7 separate regions of the Mus musculus genome follow, and all the other regions are linked to region 3. A link is a contact called in public HiCAR-type and promoter capture Hi-C data. All regions are on one chromosome and are shown on one strand. The core of a region is the stretch at or near the end of the contact, and the rest is flanking DNA. Distances in the headings are between cores, read along the strand shown.

What was found. Promoter capture Hi-C pulls out the DNA fragments that hold promoters and counts their contacts. HiCAR-type assays count read pairs that join an accessible place to other places.
Region 1: a promoter capture Hi-C map of hippocampal neurons shows a contact between it and region 3, with 8 times the contacts expected there. The contact joins the enhancer-like site here to the promoter of Gtpbp10 in region 3. A contact is called at or near these places in 8 of 39 promoter capture datasets (cranial neural crest, embryonic stem cells, hippocampal neurons and 4 more) and 1 of 115 datasets of contacts at active chromatin or transcription factors (stem cell-derived neural progenitor cells).
Region 2: a contact with region 3 is called in a promoter capture Hi-C map of second pharyngeal arch cranial neural crest. The contact joins the enhancer-like site here to the promoter of Gtpbp10 in region 3. A contact is called at or near these places in 21 of 39 promoter capture datasets (the 3T3-L1 cell line, 3T3-L1-derived adipocytes, the C10 cell line and 13 more), 1 of 115 datasets of contacts at active chromatin or transcription factors (embryonic stem cells) and 1 of 9 other capture datasets (liver).
Region 4: a promoter capture Hi-C map of pre-B cells shows a contact between it and region 3. The contact joins the promoter of Dbf4 here to the promoter of Gtpbp10 in region 3. A contact is called at or near these places in 12 of 39 promoter capture datasets (the 3T3-L1 cell line, 3T3-L1-derived adipocytes, the HPC-7 cell line and 7 more), 1 of 484 Hi-C or Micro-C datasets (embryonic stem cells), 9 of 115 datasets of contacts at active chromatin or transcription factors (astrocytes, embryonic stem cells, epiblast stem cells and 3 more) and 3 of 9 other capture datasets (adipose tissue, embryonic stem cells and liver).
Region 5: a promoter capture Hi-C map of second pharyngeal arch cranial neural crest shows a contact between it and region 3, with 8 times the contacts expected there. The contact joins the enhancer-like site here to the promoter of Gtpbp10 in region 3. A contact is called at or near these places in 15 of 39 promoter capture datasets (the 3T3-L1 cell line, the C10 cell line, cranial neural crest and 9 more).
Region 6: a contact with region 3 is called in a promoter capture Hi-C map of liver, with 8 times the contacts expected there. The contact joins the enhancer-like site here to the promoter of Gtpbp10 in region 3. A contact is called at or near these places in 11 of 39 promoter capture datasets (the 3T3-L1 cell line, 3T3-L1-derived adipocytes, the C10 cell line and 7 more).
Region 7: a contact with region 3 is called in a HiCAR-type map of astrocytes, with 8 times the contacts expected there. The contact joins the promoter of Adam22 here to the promoter of Gtpbp10 in region 3. A contact is called at or near these places in 8 of 39 promoter capture datasets (cranial neural crest, embryonic stem cells, frontonasal cranial neural crest and 5 more), 2 of 115 datasets of contacts at active chromatin or transcription factors (astrocytes and embryonic stem cells) and 1 of 9 other capture datasets (liver).

The regions. Positions count from the first base shown.
Region 1 is chr5:8,310,877-8,313,576 of GRCm38.p6, forward strand. The region is part of intron 3 of Adam22 (a disintegrin and metallopeptidase domain 22); the gene reads right to left. Among named protein-coding and RNA genes, the nearest start is that of Adam22, 56 kb to the right of the region's middle. Within about 2 kb of position 1,390, at least 39 of the 459 cell types and tissues checked have an H3K27ac peak or open chromatin away from gene starts, as enhancers often do. A contact at or near this core is called in hippocampal neurons, where this site is marked.
Region 2 is chr5:7,995,443-7,998,142 of GRCm38.p6, forward strand. No RefSeq gene overlaps it. Among named protein-coding and RNA genes, the nearest start is that of Steap4, 36 kb to the left of the region's middle. Within about 2 kb of position 1,364, at least 15 of the 459 cell types and tissues checked have an H3K27ac peak or open chromatin away from gene starts, as enhancers often do. A contact at or near this core is called in neutrophils and second pharyngeal arch cranial neural crest, where this site is marked.
Region 3 is chr5:5,558,124-5,560,823 of GRCm38.p6, forward strand. Gtpbp10 (GTP-binding protein 10 (putative)) reads right to left here and starts at 1,418. Exons shown (of 10, transcript NM_153116.2): 1 at 1,310-1,418. The coding sequence starts at 1,342.
Region 4 is chr5:8,421,325-8,424,024 of GRCm38.p6, forward strand. Dbf4 (DBF4 zinc finger) reads right to left here and starts at 1,392. Exons shown (of 12, transcript NM_013726.3): 1 at 1,143-1,392; 2 at 1-69. The coding sequence starts at 1,188. Slc25a40 (solute carrier family 25, member 40) reads left to right here and starts at 1,514. Exons shown (of 12, transcript NM_178766.5): 1 at 1,514-1,715.
Region 5 is chr5:8,094,509-8,097,208 of GRCm38.p6, forward strand. It overlaps Adam22 (a disintegrin and metallopeptidase domain 22), which reads right to left. Exons shown (of 31, transcript NM_001310440.1): 27 at 565-672. Among named protein-coding and RNA genes, the nearest start is that of Sri, 39 kb to the left of the region's middle. Within about 2 kb of position 1,368, at least 5 of the 459 cell types and tissues checked have an H3K27ac peak or open chromatin away from gene starts, as enhancers often do. A contact at or near this core is called in second pharyngeal arch cranial neural crest, where this site is marked.
Region 6 is chr5:7,909,825-7,912,524 of GRCm38.p6, forward strand. No RefSeq gene overlaps it. Among named protein-coding and RNA genes, the nearest start is that of Gm30835, 49 kb to the right of the region's middle. Within about 2 kb of position 1,312, at least 3 of the 459 cell types and tissues checked have an H3K27ac peak or open chromatin away from gene starts, as enhancers often do. A contact at or near this core is called in liver, where this site is marked.
Region 7 is chr5:8,366,906-8,369,605 of GRCm38.p6, forward strand. It overlaps Adam22 (a disintegrin and metallopeptidase domain 22), which reads right to left and starts at 1,255. Exons shown (of 31, transcript NM_001310440.1): 1 at 971-1,255; 2 at 296-456. The coding sequence starts at 1,049.

The sequences.
Region 1 (2,700 bases), core at 140-2,639, 2.8 Mb after region 3:
TTCACAATGTGTGAAGCTACCGTGTTGGCAATGACGTGCACATTCCTGACAAAGAGCTGCAGGTTCTAACCAAAGGCTCCTACGCCTCCCAGGTTTGCATGCCCTCATTTCACCTAGGATGGTGTTTCTCTGATGCTGTTACTTTTTTTCCAGCCCAACCTCCTATGGAATGAATAATGTGTTGGGCTAAGATCAAGAAACAAGTGAAAAATGATCTCATAAAATAGTCATCTAGCCAGCCCCGGGGGAACAGGCCTGTAATTCCAGCTACTTGGGAGGCTAAAGGAAGAGTACCATAGTCCACGGTCTGCTTGTATTACAGTAACTCAGGCCCAGCCTAGGATAAAGATCCAACATAAAGGAGCTGATGAGCATACTCAAGGTCCCAGGTTCAAACCCAAGTGTCTCTGTCTCTGTCTCTGTCTCTGTCTCTCTCTCTCTCTCTCTCTCTCTCTCTCACACACACACACACACACACACACACACACAAACACACACACACAAACACGCACTCATGCACACACACAGAGTCATCTAAATGAATGGAGTTTGATGCTCTTGGCTGTTATAATCTGTTTTAGTCACATAATAGAAATTTTTCTCTTTCTTTTCTAAGTTCAGTTCTACAAAGTGAAAGACGTTCTAGAGATGCATGACTGTGATGATGAAAACGCATGAATAACTACACTGCACTCAAGATGATGCTTCTCACAGTGCACATCACCACAATAAAATGTTATAAACATGCCAAACATTTGGTTCCTAGAGCCTCTGGATTCCGTAATCCTAGACATGTGATCAATATTGGGCCGTACGTCCTACCTTCCTTCCTGATATAATCTGAAAAATAAGCTACTAGAGTTTTTTCCTACAATATAAATTTATGGCAAAGATCTTCAAAATACAAAATAAAGTGGTTAATTTTTTTTAAAGAAAATGTAGTCCTTTCTTCATTTGTTGTGCACATTGCTCAGCTATTTCTTGACTATCTTTTTAGATCATAGGCATATTTTCTTCACAGACAAAAATAAAATAAAAATGACTTGTTCACTAGCCATTCTTTGATGCTGTAATATACACCCTAAATGTCCTTTAGGAAGTCATCCCTGCCCAATTCAGCATCTGTGGGTTGGGAAAGGCAGATTCCACACCCAAATTCAGGCTGGTCTACAAGAGCCCCAAGGTACTGCAAGGTTACAGTATCAGGTTTAGTGATGAGCCTGTGACTCTTCTGGAGTGGGATGAAGCCAATAAGACTCACTGAGATAATGAAGCAAATACAGGCATTCCTTCCCCCTCAGCTGAACTTGAAGGCACACATACACAGCGAGTTAGAAAAAAAGACAGAACACAGCAGAAATGAGAGAGAGCTAGACAGAAATCAGAATCGCAGGCTGCAAACCAAAACAAGCAGAACTCCCTGGGACATGACTCACAGGACTCAGTCCTTTCTCCCTTCCCTTGTGAGTTTGATTTAAAGTGTTGCCAGATATCAATAAGCATCATCTGCAACTACCTAGGAAAGCTGATAACATACATTATCTTTACATAAGTTCTCTGTCAGTTCAAGCAGAGCATTTGCCATTTTAAAGTCAAGAAGACTCACTTCCAGAGATTATGCAACACGGAGAACATTGCATAACTCATCACAGAGCTACTGCCCACATCTAGGTCTTTTGAGTCACAATGCTGTCATGCACTTGGCTTTTTCCTAAGAGGCACATCCAAAGTGCCCATCTCTGAATATTTCCACTTGTTAACATTTCAGCCAAGGGCTAGACTGCTTAGGGCCGATCCACTGATAAATAAAGTGTATTACAGACAGTAAGGATGGGGGTGGAGAGGAGTCCCCCACACACTATCTACAACACTAGAAACTTGGTCTTAAAAACAAAGTCTTTAGGTGACAGAGTACCATGCATCAAGTCAAGCCTTGAGCCTTAAAATCTCATCCTCCCATTTGAAGTACAGCACACAGACCCATAGGACCAGGAGGGTCATCCTCTCTCTGAGAGTCCGTGGCATGCGAGGTTTCTGAGCAAGAAGAGATTCCTCATTGCTGAAAGGTAGTTTTTTTGGATTTCTACTGCTTTTCATGCTCCTGGCCAGTGTTGGCCAATGGCTTCTACATTCTTTTTCTATATGTGTCTTTACCCTTTGAACCAAAAGACAGGCAGGTGTCCAAGTATTAAGCTCTTTTCGATTTTTCTTGAGGATGTCACAGGAAATGTAGCAGTTCTCCTAATTCTCAGAAGATAGAAGCATTTGTAAGACACAACAATGCAACCTTAATGACTGGACCAGGAGGCTAAACGCAAATGAGTGGGAAACAGAGGAATTGGCCGCTGTCCTTCCTGCTATGGTGAAAATGAAGCCCAGGTCTCTTCTTTCCTATCTCACCCCTGCTTTATTCCCCCACCGACCACAAGTAATTAAAATTGTATTTATCCTGATAAAAGAAATATGAACTTCTCTAAATTGTAGAAAAAAAGGGCAAGTACTCAAATCATCATTAGCATGGTCATCTAATTCAAAGCTTCTATTTATTAATGATTTTGTCAACTAAACTGAAATCCAAAATCACAAAATTTGTCCCCAGGTTTTAAAACTTTAACCATCATGAATAATGCAAGCATAGAATATTGTCTTTGTGGGTATAAAAACAAAATAATAGATACAGAATAAACACATTAAAATCAC
Region 2 (2,700 bases), core at 114-2,613, 2.4 Mb after region 3:
TGAGTGTGTATGTGTTTGTGTTGTCTGTGTGGTGTGTATGTATGTGTATATATGTGAGTGTATGGGTATGGGGTATGTGTATGAGTGTGAGTGTGTGAGTGTTTGTATTTGTGGTGTGTGTAGTATGTGTGATATGTGTGAGTTGCATGTGTTTGTGTGTGGTATGTGTATATATGGGTATGTATATGTATGTGAGTGTGTGTGTTATATGTGAGTATGTGGTATGTGTGAGTATGTGTATATGCGTGGTGTGTGTATGTGTTGTATGTGAGGATACATGTGTGTGTGGTATATGTGTGTATGTATATATGTATGTATGTGAGGTATGTATGTGAGTGTGTGTGGTGTGAGTGTGTGAGTGTATGTGTGTGTGTGTGTCTGTAGTGGGGGAGTATGGTGTCTGTGTAGTCTGTGTGAGTGTGTACTGTGGTATATGTGAGCATATATGTGTGAGTGTGTATGTGTGTGTGTCCTCTTCAAATCTTTCATCAGTACTTTATAGTTTCATTACAAAGTTCTTTTCACCTTTTTGAATAAATTTATCCCAAATACTTTGCTTAGTTAGTTTTGATTTATTTTTCAGTTGTGTAGTAGAAATTCTACTAACTGTTATGTGTTGATCTTATATTCTGTAATATAACTGAATTTACCAATTTTAACGATGTCTTAACTGAATCTTCAGGGATTTATATATACCTCGGTCATGTCGTCTATACACAGCGATAGATGAATCCATGCTTTCCAGTGAGAATAACCCACATTTGCTTTTCTGTGACGCGGGGGTAGAGAGAGGAAGCATACGTGATCTGGAATCAGTTCGCTCTGCCCACCATCCATTCTTTGGTGGGTTCTGGGGCTCAAACTCATGTCCTGGCTTCACCAGCTGAGCCTCTCAGTTGCCTAAGCGCTGTCTGTTCCTGCCTGCATCTACATACTAGAATAGAACGTGCTGCCCTGTGTCGATGAAGGTGATACCAGTTCACGATTGTCTTTAGTAGCATGCATATCTAATTTAATTTTTAAAACGATAATCATTGTCAATTTCTCCTCAATTATACCAGGACCCCAACCAGCATCCCCTTCCTACCTGAATCATGTGACAGACATACCCTGTTCTGTCATCACCAAGCCTCTCTCTTCCTTACTCAGGTCTGTGCTGGGACTTTACAGCATGAATTCCCCAGACTCGTTTGCCCTCTGCCTTCCTAGTTTACTTTGTTGCTAGGAGCTCAAGGTGTGAAAGGTGAGGCAAAGCAGGCAATCATTCCTTCCAGTTTTCCAGTTCGGGGCGGCATTGGCAGCACATCTGCATCATATTAGCCCTCTACTTTTTCAGAAACACTTGGCATCAGTTAAAATGCTTCCCTCAGACATGAAGGAGCTCCTCCAGACACTGTAACCTCCTGCAAATGGGGGGAAAGATTATGAACAATTTAAAAATATTCAAATATGGTGTTCTTCTGCCACCTAATGGACAGGATTTGTAACTGCAACACCAGCAGCCCAACCTTTAGGGAATTTCAAAAAATTTCCTAAAGCTTTCTTCAAAAGCCCGCTCTCCACAAAATTGAAAATCTTAACGAATTTGATTGTTTTCTAGACAGATAACACTAAAGTTAAATCATGGTCAAGTAAACTATTTAAACAGCCCTAAGGAAATAGAAGGAGTCATTAAAAGTCTCCCAACCAAAAAATTAAAAATAAAAAAAAATTAAAAGCCCCAAGGTCAGATGGGTTTGCCATAGAATTATACCTATTTTCAAGAAAGAGCTAACACCAATAACCCTCAAATTATTACACAAAAGAGGAACAGAAAGAACACCGCCAAACTCATCCTGAGAAGCCACAGTCCCCCTGATACACAAAGCAGGCAAAGATATGACCAAGAAAGAGAACATCAGACCAACTTCTCATATGAACATTGATGTAAAAATACTCAATTAAATACTCTCAGACCAAATCCAGGAACACATCAAAAATACCATCCATCATGATCAAGTAGGTTTTATTCCAGGGATGTAGATATGGTTCAATATACGGAAATACATCAATGAATCCTTCACATAAATAGACTGAAAGAAAAAAATCATGTGATCATCTCATTAAATGCTGAAAAGGCCTTTGACAAAATCCAACATCCTTCATGCTAGAAGTCTTAAGAGAAATTAGGGATACAAGGCACATACCTAAATACAATAAAAGCAATATACAGCAAGCCAATATCCAACATCAAGTTAAATGGAGAAAAACTTAAAACAACTCCACTAAAATTGGTAATGAGACGAAGCTGTTTGCTCTCTCCATATCTATTCAACACAATACTTGAAGTTCTCGCTAGAGCAATAAGTCAACTAAGGAAATCAAGGGGACACGAATTGTAATGGAAGAAGTCAAAGCATCCAACCCAAAATTCTACCAGAGAACTCCTACCGCTGAGAAACACCTTCATCAAGATGGCTGGATACAAAATTAACTCAAAAAGAAACATTTGTAGCCCTGCTTTATACAAACAAAAACAGAGTAAGAGACAAGTTAGGAAGACAACACACCTTATAGTAGGCACAAATCATTTAATGTATTTTGGAGTAACTCTACTCAAGCAAGGGAAAGGCCCGTATGACAAGAACTTCAAGTCTCTGAAGAAAGAATTTGAGGAAGCTATCAGAAGATGGAAAGACCTCCCATGCTCATGGATCAGTA
Region 3 (2,700 bases), core at 168-2,667:
CCTCTGTCCTCTTAGAATCTTGACTGTGAACTCCAAATGGTCTTTCAGGGTCTCATCATTCCTTCTTAATGCATCCGCCACCATGAGCCAAGAGCATCTCTTTCCCCCTTAAGTGAACCCGATGTCTATGTCTCTCTTTACTCAGAAACAGTCGTGACTTTGGGTTTTTACTGCTTCTGAAATAATAAAGTTTACAGTGCTGGATTCAAAGCCCTCACCGGATCTCACCGGGACAGCTGTCATTTGTTGGAGCCTTCCTGTTCTTTTCTGAGCTGCCCACTCTCCCTGCCACTCTATTCATGCTTTCTCCTCTGTTTAGATTATCATTTGTTCTTTCTATCATAAACCCATTTTCTGGTGTCAGTTTCAATGTATCCTCAAATACAACTAAACTATGGCTTATGGTTGTATGATCTGAGGCCTCCTTGGCCCATCACTCTCACTGACTGGCTTTTCAGGCTTCCTCGGACACTGGATTATATCCTCTGGTACTTTCCATTTAGTTTCCCTCACTAGGTAGGTAACTTCTTATAAAGCCAGTGTGTCATAATCCCAGGCTTTCAAATTACAGAGCAATCGTTTAAATTAATATTCACGTTTTTGGTAATCTGCAGTACTTTTGGGTATCAAAAAAATCTGTGGGTTTAAAAAAAAACAAAAACAAACTGAAGGTTGACCACCCTGAGATATTCCTGGTAAGGGCTTTTAAAGCTGTGTTCAGTATGTGACTTTTTCTTTATTTTCTAGATTTGTCATATTTATTAAGGACTCTCATTTATAATGGCTGTTCCTAACAACAGCTTATGTACATGACCTCTAGCTTTCACACACCGTTGCCAGTTAAGCTCACTGAGATTCTTTTTTAATTGAGCGGTTGGTTGCAGATTGTTATAAAAGTGGATTTTAAGACAGGCACTACATAAAAATTGACGTAAAATCTCTATATGAGGCACAGCAAACACACATTCTGACTTCCAGAAAAGTCTTCAGAAAGATATCAAAAGCAGTGTAAAGGAGGAGAAATGTATAAAAGCAGGTTATGGACTCTCTTTTAAACAATGAGAACCAAACCAAACAAACAAACAAGCCGGCACGTGCACCGCAATGCCGGGTCTAAACCGCAGGCAGGTCCCCAATTATCCTCTCACGTGCTTTGGGAACAATACAGGAATTCCCTAAAGCTGGACCCCAAACGGCCATCAGCGTGTCACTGAGACACAATCTTCTCCCAGGAGACGGGAACCGAGGAACGACAACCCAGGAGGAGAGCGGCGAAGACACCAAAGCTGGGGAGACCCCCGTCACGAACCTTTCTCAACAAAGCGCAACCGCAGCGCACCATGAGCTCCAAGGGGCAGGACTCCCGCCCGCAGAATCCGGACAAACTTCGGTCGGGCGCGCGTACTGACGTCACTACTGGTCGCAGAGGTGACGTCTCAGCGGATCCGCGCCTGCGTGCTGCATCGCGCTCGAGGAAGGTGGGCGTGTGCTTTGGACGCCTCTGGGTGCAGGAAGGAGAGTGCAGAGCCCAGATTCGTCTAAGTTGTGTGCAAGGGGAAGCAGGGCTCCGGGCAGGAGTCTCTGGAGTTGACGCTTTGAACGCTATGCGCTGGAGACTGGCCTGCCTCACAAACATTTTTATGGTAGCTGAAGAACCTGAGGTGCCAGGATTTTCTCACGATGAAAGACCCCTCCAACAGACACACTTGTACAAAACACCGAGAGCTCTAAAAGACTGCTGGATGATGGCTTGAGCAATTTTTCTAGCCAAGGCTTAAACTTCAGGAACCAGTCACTTAAAACTTGTAGCACAGAAGTATTGAAAGAAGTGTGACGATCTAGATTTTTACAAAGGATGATGTGTGCAGTGGAGGCAAACAGAAACCCCAACCTGGACTCAGCCGAGAGTTTTCACCTTTCATTTGAAGGCTGTCCTTGTGAGAACACGAGAGATTACATTCCAGCTTGGAGAGGAAGCTTCAGAAAAAGATCACTGAATGGCAGGCCCATTTCGCCAATCTTTCTGCCAAGTCTTTAAGTGAAAAAGGCACACGAGCGTACTAGAGGGGTCTCCCTTCACTGCTCATTTATTATTTTCTATCATTAGAATTATTAGGTTTAGAATCCTTGGCGAAATGTGACTCAGTCATGGTCACTGGCCAGGGCAGTGCAGCTGAGAGTAACCTTAAGGAATTGTTATGTTCCGTTTTTCAGTATGAGGTTGATTTAAAGTTAGTTACAGATAGCCCGAGGTCCTGCGCCTCTAAGGCCGCTTTCCTAGCTGGAACCTGGCAAAGGCTAGTCTTGAAACTCTGAAAATTGCAGTTACGGGCATTCTGCTACATGCCTGAGTCCTAGACTAGAAAACAGGACTCCAATTCATTTAGATAAGGTTCTGCATCCTAAACAATAGGATGGGGAATTTGGGAAAGGAGCGAGTCCTATTTGGAAGTACACAGTGTGGAAACTACTGCTCAGTCTAGATTAGTTTACTGTTCCTGGACTTTGAAGCTGTCATTTTCATTTAGATGTTTGGTTGGTTGGTTCTAGCCTCTGTAGATTAACATTAAATATTGACCCAAATGTCAGATGTTAGCCTCAATAAATATACTTACTATTTTAAAAACCAGAATATTAAGTTGCTGTTATCATACTTTTCCTGTTAAATCTAGAAAATGTGCTGCCATTTAAATTATGCCA
Region 4 (2,700 bases), core at 142-2,641, 2.9 Mb after region 3:
CCAGTCTATTATCAGCCTTCAGGGATTTCAAGGATGGTCGATTCTTTTCATTTCTGTCTTGGATGCCACCTGTGATTACAAAAGAATCAGGCAACATTTTATGCAGACAAATTTTTAATTTATTTTACAAAAAATGTTCAACAGCTTTATTGCAGAAAGGAAACATTACTAGTCATAACAAATTAAGTCATTAGAATCTAAATGTTTTCCCTAATATTACCACTTAGGATGAAGGCAAACTGTCCTGTATGGTTTCCACAAAACTCTATACTGGAGAACAAGAGCTGAATCAGCAGAAAATAGTTATTATTTACTCCTGTTCCGTGTATGAAGCAGGAATTCTATAGAGCTGTTCTGGAAAACTTACCTTCTCATGGTGTAAACGTCATGTGGGTAATTAACAGGTCGGTGAAAACCCAACACAGGTGTTTCAAATATTTAAAGCTTATTTACCTAGGTAGCCACACACACTCATCTAGAATAAACAACCTAATTCTTAGGGGTTACTAAATGCTGGCATTTTGGTTTCATAGTTTGTCTAGTACTTAAAAGAACTAGACGAGGGAGTTCATGCACTTTGTTTACATATTAAGAACCTAAGCCCACTAAGGACTATGCCATCCATCTTTTATTTTAAAAGCAGATGAGAATCAAACATCTTCTTTAAACTTTCGAAGACAACCTGCACTTTAGTACTTAGTTACTAGACACACATGCACCTCTTAGGAATTTTCCCTATAATGAAAATTTTTTATATTAAACATTGAGATTGAAATCTGCTTTTGTCTATGAGGTTGAAACACACACACATACACCTCTCCGTCTCCCTCACGAGTGACGGGAACAGTCACAAATGGGCGTGGGCGCCTCCTCCGTGGGGCCGTCGGGGACCCGCGCATTGTCTGAAGCCTGCAGCCCCGGGAATGCCGGGTCGCTCGCGGCCGAGGCGGGGAGAGCATGAGGGGCCCGGCCAGCGTCGGTCCCTCACGGAGACCAACACCGAACGCCTCGCGGGCGCCGAGAACCCACAGAAACGCAAAAGCGGCAAGAGGCCCTCCGCAGGAAGACTCTCTAGAACCCTCCGTGGAACCAGCCAGGCAGGAAACGATTAAAGGGACCGCGGCGGGGGAGGGGCTCCATACCCGGGAGAGGTGCTTTGCTGTGGATCCTCATGGTCTCGAGGTTCATGGCAGCCACCAGGCACCTACATGCTGGGTCCGCACCGGGGGCCGCATGGAACGGCCGCGAACACAAAGCTCCCAGGGCCTCCCCGGCCCCGGCTCCGGCCTCGGCCTCGGCGCCGGGCCGCGCTTGAGGGCCGGTTCCGGCGCGGAGGCTCGGAGCAGGAAGAGGCTGTAGCTCAGACCCGGGAGCCGCGGCGGTTAAAGATTTGAAAACGCGTCACGCGACCGCGGCGCCCAGACGCGCTCCCCGCCCTTCCTACGCCGGGGCCGGCCTCGCGCAGGCTCCACCTGCCCCGCCTCGCGCCCCGCGGGCCCCGCCCCCGGATGCTGACCACGCCCCCGGCGCGCCAGCCCGCGGGGCCTCAGACCCGGCTCTCCCGCGTCCTCCTCGAGTTCCGGCTCCGCTCTGCATACTTGGAGTGTGGGGCAGCCAGGGCGGTGGACGCGGTTAGCCTCGGAGGCTTCACCTCGTGGTCGACATCACCTGCTAGGCTGGCTGAGACCCGGGCCTTGCAGTCGCCTCGCCACCAGGTACTCCAGTTAACCCTGTGTGGGACGCGGGGCCGGCCCTGGGCTCCCGCCGACCTTGCAGACGGGCCGCAAAGGTCCCGGGTGGCCGCGGTGGCGGCGGGGCCGGGGTCCACCCGCCGGATCCGACTCTCGCAGCCCTTTGGGTACTTTGTTCTGTACAGACCTGTTCTTTCTCTCTGTGTGTATAATTGTCCTTTTTGTAGCAATAAAAGAGTGGAAAATGAAGTCTCAGGGTTTTTCATCTGTAAAACGGGAATACGGGATTATGGTCAAGACGAAATTCAGGCGTACGTGATTTGTTTTAATTTTGCTTTGTAAATGAGAAAATGCCTCACAAAACTTGTTTGGAGTATACTTCTGCTCTCACCCATACAGACGTTATGCTTTGTACTGTTCTGCATTTCTTAACTCCTGGCTATAATAGACACTCCTTATAGTATTGATTTTTGATGGAGTACCCTCAAGACAGTCAGTACAAATAAGTATATTCAGGCACAGACAGGTGAATTGTGAGACTATTCGCCAAAGACAACATCAAGTTGGATTAGCATTGCTAAAAGAAATGATTTTGTTTTAAACAGGTTATGGACGGAGGCTGGAGCGACAGTCATCGAACTGTCTATCTGTATTAAACTGCTTTAGACAGTCGGAGCTAATTTGTAATCTCAAGAAATGTCCGGAGGAGGGAGCCAGAAAGGGAAATATGTTGAGACATTGTACTGATGAATTTGAATTAATATACATGTGCTTAACAGACCTTGAGAAGGAGGAGCAAACATTTTTTAAAAATGAGGAGAGGATTCAATTTTCAAAGCGTAAACTACGGAAAGGAAACAGAATTTCCATGTTTGTAAACTGGTTCAAATGTTTGAGAAGCACTAATACAGAGTAGAATTAAAGCCACGAGGGAAGGGGGAATGCCTTGGAGTAGAGCTTGTGAGATGAAGTGGAGAGTCAGGGGATGAGGCAGTGCGAGTGAGGAGAG
Region 5 (2,700 bases), core at 118-2,617, 2.5 Mb after region 3:
TCATACTTAATTTTTTAACTAAGATGAAAGTTATAAAGTCTACATTGCAGAAAAATCATAATATTAAAATATATGATTCACAGAGAAGCAATCTTTTTTCACAGCAAGCTTAGCTTTGAAATATACAAAAATTAAATACTATTCAATGCAGCACTTATATTGCCAATTTATCTTAATTGCCTTTATTGAAGCATGACAGTACCCTTTTTCTTTGACTACCAAGCATGACATAAAGCTCACCATGTGAAAATATTTTCAATACAATGCTTAGTTTCTTGAGCCATGTGCAACATGATCGGAAAAACCCTGGGGTTTCTCCCTGGATTTCGAGTCATTTTATTTTGTTTCAATTCTGTGGCCTAATTTTTTTTTTTTAATAAAACACAGGTTCTGAGCATATGACATTTTGAAGTAAAGCAATCAAAGAACAAGGGATACTATTTTAACATTCAAGAAAGAAGGAAGAAGTAATCAAACCTGCTGCAAAATAATGAAATGTTCTGACTAATGGAATAATGTGTGATGGAACAGGTGGAAATCTGAAAATGCGACAGAAAAGCAGACCTCTTCTTAGAACTAGATGCTGAGTTTGTGCTGCCTCCGGGAGGAAAGTCGCTATAAAAAGAGTCGCCATCGCCAGGCTTTTTTACATAATCTCCCTGGGGTAACTGTCTAAGGCATAATAAACATTTCAGAGTCAGAAAACAAGACACACACATGAACACAGACATATACAAATATTATTTCAAGAAAAAGGGAGGGGAGGGATAATGGTCTACATGATCAAATCTATAACACATGAGGTTATTAATCAATGCGACAAGTTCAACTCATTCCAGCTGTGGAGGTCAGAAATGTAATCATGGAGACTTTGTAGGGTGGGTGAACAAAGCCTTTTTTTTTTTTTTCAGGAGAAATATGGAAAGATGAGTTATTTTCAATGCGACCTCATTCTACCTAGAGATGTTAACTACAATAGCTTCTGTCTCTTAAAATGATATTGAAGATGTGTTTGTACATTCCTTGCTCCAATAAAGCAGGGCATTTTTTTCAAATGTGATGAATAAATTCTTTATCATTTGAAATACACTATCACCTTGATTTGGTTTTGAAAGACTGCATTGCTTATTGGTATTCTATAATTAAATCCAAATCAAACCTCATTGGAATTTGGTGTTCAGTTTGCAGCTTCATTATTTAAAGGAAGTTTAAACGAATCAAACTTGAATCAAAACTATAACTTTATACCAGACAGCAGAATGTGTTAAGGAATGTATTAGAGGAAGAAAGGGTTGAAGAGTAGCTGAGCTTCTTGGAGGACTATGGAAAAGCATCTATGACAGATGGTGGCCACAGTTGGCTATCTCCACCATAGCAGGAGGGAAAGGCAGGACCATCTGCTTAACCTGGGCTGCAGAAATTGAAGCCATTTGTCTCTTTATAAATGAGTCAGGAAGTCTCACTACCTCTCCTACAAGAACTGGAAAGACACCTTCAATACCCCCAACCCCCAGACAACTCTGCCTACAGCCAATCAAATCATTTAATGCATGGCCTCAAACAGCCAAATGCATCCAAATCTTGATCACTTTCGCTCATGCTATAGGTGGAGGTGTCAAAAGCTAGGGACAGACTAAGGATTTCCGACAGGTACACATCAATAAGTCTCCAACAAGCATAAGTTCCTAAGTCCCTTTCCAATTCAGTTTCTGTTAGTTACCCTGACTGTCTGTCTGCAGATACCAAGCTTTAAGCCTCACATCCCCTTTTCAGACGTTCCCTTGATAATATTGATTCCTATGGTGTTGAAATGTTAAAATGTTGCTTCTGACTAAACATCCTCTCCTACATCATTTGGATAACTTATACTCATAGATTACAAATCTGAAAAGGATTGCTCAGTTGATACAAATAAAGCGTGGATTTTACTTTCACCCTGAGTGATCTTTTTCTAGCTCTCCATACAATAACTAGGGGGGAAAATTCCACTAAACTAGTTTCTAAAACTAGCTCCAACCTTGACTGACAGAGGTATCACAAAAATAATGGAATCAGATGTGGAGTTAGAAAAGTCCCAGTTTAATATAGTTCTAGGATACTTCTTCCTTCACCATTCTGGCCACACTGTAAAAGTGACTTCACCCTAAAAGTATCCAGAACGCTGGTATTACTTCTTAGCAGTCACCTTAAAACCCCACAAGGAATAGAAGTAACTTCCCTAACATGGTAAATGCCGGTAACACATGATCAATTTCCTCACAGCTTTCTTGAGAGTTTTGGACATCCTTCACTGTCTGAACACTTATCCTTTCTACAGTACCCATTATATGTTAGTAGACCACTACTTCTCACTTATCCTTTCTACAGTACCCATTATATGTTAGTAGACCACTACTTCTCACTTATCCTTTCTACAGTACCCATTATATGTTAGTAGACCACTACTTCTCACTTATCCTTTCTACAGTACCCATTATATGTTAGTAGACCACTACTTCTCGCTTATCCTTTCTACAGTACCCATTATATGTTAGTAGACCACTACTTCTCGCTTATCCTTTCTACAGTACCCATTATATGTTAGTAGACCACTACTTCTTGCTTATCCTTTCTACAGTACCCATTATATGTTAGTAGACCACTACTTCTTGCTTATCCTCTCTACAGTACCCATTATATGTTAGTAGACCACTTCTTCTC
Region 6 (2,700 bases), core at 62-2,561, 2.4 Mb after region 3:
TGAGTAGTTGCCACCACTCCTCTCTTCACAGGTAAGTTTTGCTTTTAAATTTTAATACTATGCACCTTGGGGAGTGAGAGGTAGGGGGACCCTCTAGAATGTGCCAGAGACCTGGAAGGTGAGAGACTCTCAAGACTCAAGGGGAGGGACCTTAGATGAAATGCCCAACAGTAAGGAGAAATGTGATTGCCATTCCACAGTCAAAAACTCCAACCCAGAATTGTCCCTGCCTAAAAGAACTGCAGGGACAAAAATGAAGAAGAAACTGAGGGAAAGGCAGTCCAGTGACAGGCCCAAATTGGAATCCATCTCAAGGGGAGGCTCCAAGGCCTGACACTATTGCTGATGGTGTGCTTACAGACAGGAGCCTAGCATGACTGCCCTCCAAGAGGCCCAACAAGCTGCTGACTGAAACAGAAGCAGACACTAACACCCAACCAGTGGACTGAAGTTGGGAACCCCTGTGGTTGAATTAGGGAAAGGCTGGAAGAAGCTGAGGAGGAAGGTGACCTCATAGGAAGACCAGCAGTCTCAACTACCCCAAATCTCTGTGGTCTCTCAGACACTGAGCCACCAACCAGGCAGCATGCACCAGCTGGTCTGAGGCCCCATACACACATACATCCTCTTGGAGATGGGTGGAGTTGGGGGGTGGGTAGGAAGGAAGGAATAAGGAGCTGTGGGAGAGTGGACCAGAAAGTGGATAACAACTGGACTGTAAAATAAAATTAAATTAAATTAAATTAATTAAAAATTTTTTGATACTATACTTACCCAGTAAATCTATTAGTATTCTAGGTGTTCACTAGAGGTGGGTTTTGGCCCTCTGCCGATCTAAATGCATGTGACACTTTCTTAAGAAATAGTTGGTTGTTGCAGCTTACACAGAGCAGTATTGGAGGAGTCCTGAACATCCAGTGGCTGAAATGCAAAGATGCTATAGACACACTGGACAGAACAGCACCTAAACAGAGAACTATCTGACCCTAAAGTCAATAGCACTGACTATGAGAAACCTCCACCGGATGTTGTAACAGAGATAATTGTATTTACATTTCTCAAATTAGATTTGGAATCCTGGCTAGAACCCGCACAGGAAGAAAACTTCTGTTATCATATCTATTCCAAAGCTTAATTACTATTTTAAGTATATCTTCACTACATGCTTTAGAAAGTAAAAATGTGATTGTGGCTCTTTTTTTTTTTTATGTGCTTGAGTTTAGTGTGCTTTGCGTTTTGTCACTAGGAAGCTGTTTTGTTTGTTCAAACTTCTAAGTCAAAAGATAATAAAAGTCTTCGCAACAAAAATTGCTCAAGAGTTTACAAATTCTTCTCTGACACAAATCATGACCAGAACTGTCCTTAGCCCTGACGTTCTCTTCTGTTCTGTTTGACGCCTTATTTGAGGTCACGCCCCAGATGTTAGCCAGATAAATTTAAAGTACAATTAAAAGTGTCAGTCATTTTCATCTAGGATGGCTCGTGGTGTGAAGACGCAGGCCTCGCTGACAAGTGTTCACGCTCTTACTATAACCTACTAGGGAAACTGCAGCTAAGCAAACCAGGTAAACATTTTTAACTCATTGAATCACCCCACCATTACACAAAATTTTCTGGTTCAGTGCTACCATTGTAAAACAATCTTGCTTTATTTTTTTTTTTTAGATAAATTCTCTTTCAAAACAAAACAAAACAAAAAACTTGACTATTTAATCCTGGTCAAGTGGAGATAAGAAGTAAATAAAATCCTGACATGAGAATCTATTGACACCCCCTCCAGCCCCCCGAATGCACTGGGGAATCTGAAATTAACTAAACGAGGTCAGCAGGAAACACAAGCATGGGAAAACTCAGAACTTTAGACTTGGTCGTCTAGGGAGTAATGCCTTTGAAAAAACAGTACATTCTAGAAGCAACATTTCATTATTTTCTGGAAGGAAGAATAAGTAAGATTTTTATCTAACACGACCATTTTCTAACATGGTGATTACAAGTTGAGAAGAAAAGCTTCACAATAATGTAGAGATACCCTGTATCAACTTATATTAGAATATGCTGTTTATATTGATGTCCATGCACATGGTCTATTCACAAAATGCTTTTAAATACCTCTGTGGCCATATGTGTGCTTAAGGTAGCTCTGTCCTCTCTGGGTTTTGTGCCACATAGAGCACACTACAGATGCCTTTGGGAAAATGCTCTCAGAGAGAGTCACAGTTTTTCTGGTTACACTATCAGCTAGGTCTTTCCCATGACTTCTTCATCTTTTAGATGTTGGTCCTGATGATCAGAGCCCCTAATATTTGAAACTAACTTATGCCTGACCTATATTCAGATCTGCTGCCCTCTGCAGGTGACCCCCGGAACTACCTTTTAAATGGCCCTCTGTCCAGGACACAGGCCCATCATATCACTGCCCTGAGGGACACGCTTGCTTTTCTTACCTTCTGGCACAGCCTTCAGAGAGTGGATTCAGTTCAGAATATGTGAGCTGGATTCTTTCTCAGAGACAGAGAGGTGTAAAGCCAACAACGGAAACCTTAGAACAGCATGTCCTGTGCTATTTTGTTTGTACATCAGCTGAGATTTTTCCTGGATTCAACGTTAGTCTTTCCTGCCCTTTTCAAGACTGACTAGAGCATATTCACCCTGTAGCTTTTAAGAAAAGAAAGAAAGCAATTCTAAGGACACTTATATCAA
Region 7 (2,700 bases), core at 5-2,504, 2.8 Mb after region 3:
AGTTTTCACTTGACTAAGGAGATAGGGTCTGTGCCTCTTGTCCCTAGCTCAGGTTACAGGGCTACTAGGAGCATCCAATGCCACCCCTACCCCCTAGCACGTCTGCAAAACATTGGCCTACCCTTCTTTTGGTTCCTTTTTTCCTCCTTTTTGCACTTACACCAAGAGTATCATGCAGGAATCAAATTAGGACTGTGCTCTTTTCACCCGGTACACCGCATTTCCAGGGCAACCCTAAGCAAACGCGGGGTCCCTGGGCAGTGTGGAGGACCATCTCCCGAACCCCGCCACTCACCTGCGGTCCGCCAGGGTCGCCCCGCACCCGCGTGTCGAGCTGGTTGTGCTGAGTTTCATCCTCGCCGCCCAAGCGATAGATGAGGCGCAGTGGTATGATGCTCTGGCGCTCCAGGAAGCGGTTTTCTTTCCCCCTCTCCAGTCCTTTCAGTGAGGCGACTCCTTGCAGGCAGGCAGGCAGGCAGGCAGGAAGGAGGGAAGGAGGGAAGGAGGGAAGGAGGGAAGGAGGGAAGGAGGGAGTAGAGAGAAACAGCAAAAAATAATGACCCTGACCCACAGTCCTCCATCCTGCACTCCTCATCACCTTATTCCCCGCCTCCTCCCTCCTGGACCTAACTGGGAAGGACGCAGAGACACCAGCTGGAAAGCCCTGGAACCAGCTCTTTCGAGAGCATCTCTGGGCCCAGAAACAGGGCACCCCTTTCCCGTTTTCCTGAAGGAGACTCTTCTTTTGCAGGAGGAAAGAGAAAAAAAAAAAAAAAAAAAGCATTTGACCCCAGATTGCTGATGCATCCTCGGGTCCCCCACACATGTGTGCTTACACCCCTTCCTCGCCGACCTTCAAAAAATAAAAATAAAAAATAAACGACGGCGCACTGTGGAAATGCGGGTGCGGCTTTTAGAGGGTCCTCCAGGCTCCAAAGAGTCCTGGAAACCCCGGCAAATGCGAACTTACCTGCCCGACCGCAGCGCGCCAGGGGGCAGGTCCCCAAGACGCAGAGCAGCCAGAAGGACGCGGCCGCCGCTGCCTGCATGGTGGCGGCGCTCAGCTGCTCTTGCCCGGGCCTGGGGCTCGGCCTCCCAACCGCCCCTTCCCAGCTCGAGCCGCTACCGCAGCCTCCGTGGCCTCAGTGCTGCATTGTGCCTGGCGAGCGCTTCGGTGGCGGGGGCAGCGAGCGAGCGCCGCTTCGGGCGCCAGCCTGTAGCTAAGTGGCTTCTAGCGCCTCCCACCTCATCCCCAGGCGGAGGCCCGGGCTGGTGGCCAGCACAGCGGGGGGAAAGAGCCGGGTGCGCAGGGCCCTGGTGGTGCACTTGCCCCACGCGCCGCACCCGGCCGCGCGCACCAGAGTAGCTGGGAAATGTAGTTCCCTCCCCGCACAGCTAGCTGGTCTCTAAGGCGACGCTACCATAGCCACCCAAAACCCAAGAAGTAGACTGCACACCAAAGGAGGAGAGGTGATGGAGGTCACCTGCACAGTGGCCGCACCCCGAATTCGCCCCCAAGTTCTGCGAAGAGCCACAGGGTTGCTCACGAGCTACTACTATTTCTTGTGTTTCCAAGAGACCATGCCTTGAGTGCAGGACAAGTCAATTTTGCCACAGATCTGGACTGAGGGCCTACTGTGTGCTGGGCGTGAGTCACACATTGTGAGGTGCAATTAAGAAAAGCCTTTTTGGTAAGAATTTTCCCAAGGCGGTTTTCAATGCTTTTATTCCTATGAAGTATTTTGCTGACAGGTGTGTCTGTGCACCTGCCATGTGTATGCAGTGTCTATGGTTGGAGGCCCAAAGAGAATGTTGGGTCCCTAGGACTGGGGTTACAGAAGGTTTTGTGGGTTCTGGGAATCCAACTCATTTTCTCTGGAGGAACACTTAGTGTTTTAAACCTCTGAGACATCTCTGTCCATTCTCCACGCCTTTTTTTGAATTGACATTTGATTTCATTTTAATTTTGATACCTAAGGGAGAGTGGTTAACCCAACTCCAGGAGAATCAGATGTCTCCCAGAGGTCTAGGAAGACTTGTGAAGAGTGAGTCAGCCGGATACTCTGTGATATGTTTGCTTCCTCCTATATCTGTCAGCTTCAAACCTGCACCAGTAATAGATAAGGAAAACGACTTTGTCAGGCCGCTTTCCCTACCTAGGGAGTGGCACTATTCAAAAGTGTAGCCTTGTTGGAATAGGTGTACCGCTGTGGGTGTAGGCTTTAACCCCCTCCTCCTAGCTGCCTGGAAGCCAGTCTTCTCCTAGTAGCCTTCAGATGAAGTCATAGAACTCTCAGCTCCTTCAGCTCCTCCTGCCATATGCCTGCCTCCACACTGCCATGCTCCCATCTTGATAATGGACTGAACCTCTGAACCTGTAAGCCAACTCCAAGCAAATATTGTCCTTATAAGAGTTGCCTTGGTCATGGTGTCTGTTCACAGCAATAAAGCCCTAAATAAGACACTGCCCCTCTCAAATGTTAGAGGCTCACCAGGATGAAATAATAATAACACACATATTAACATAATTAGAACTTGAGCTTTATAGATTTTGAAATCTATATATTGGCATTTGATCCCCAGAATAAAAGAGAGAGAGAGAAAGAGAGAGAGAGAGAGAGAGAATTAAGAATTAGATCAAGTAGGCTTTATCACAAAGATGCAGAAATGACTCAACATATGTAAATCAATAAATGTAAT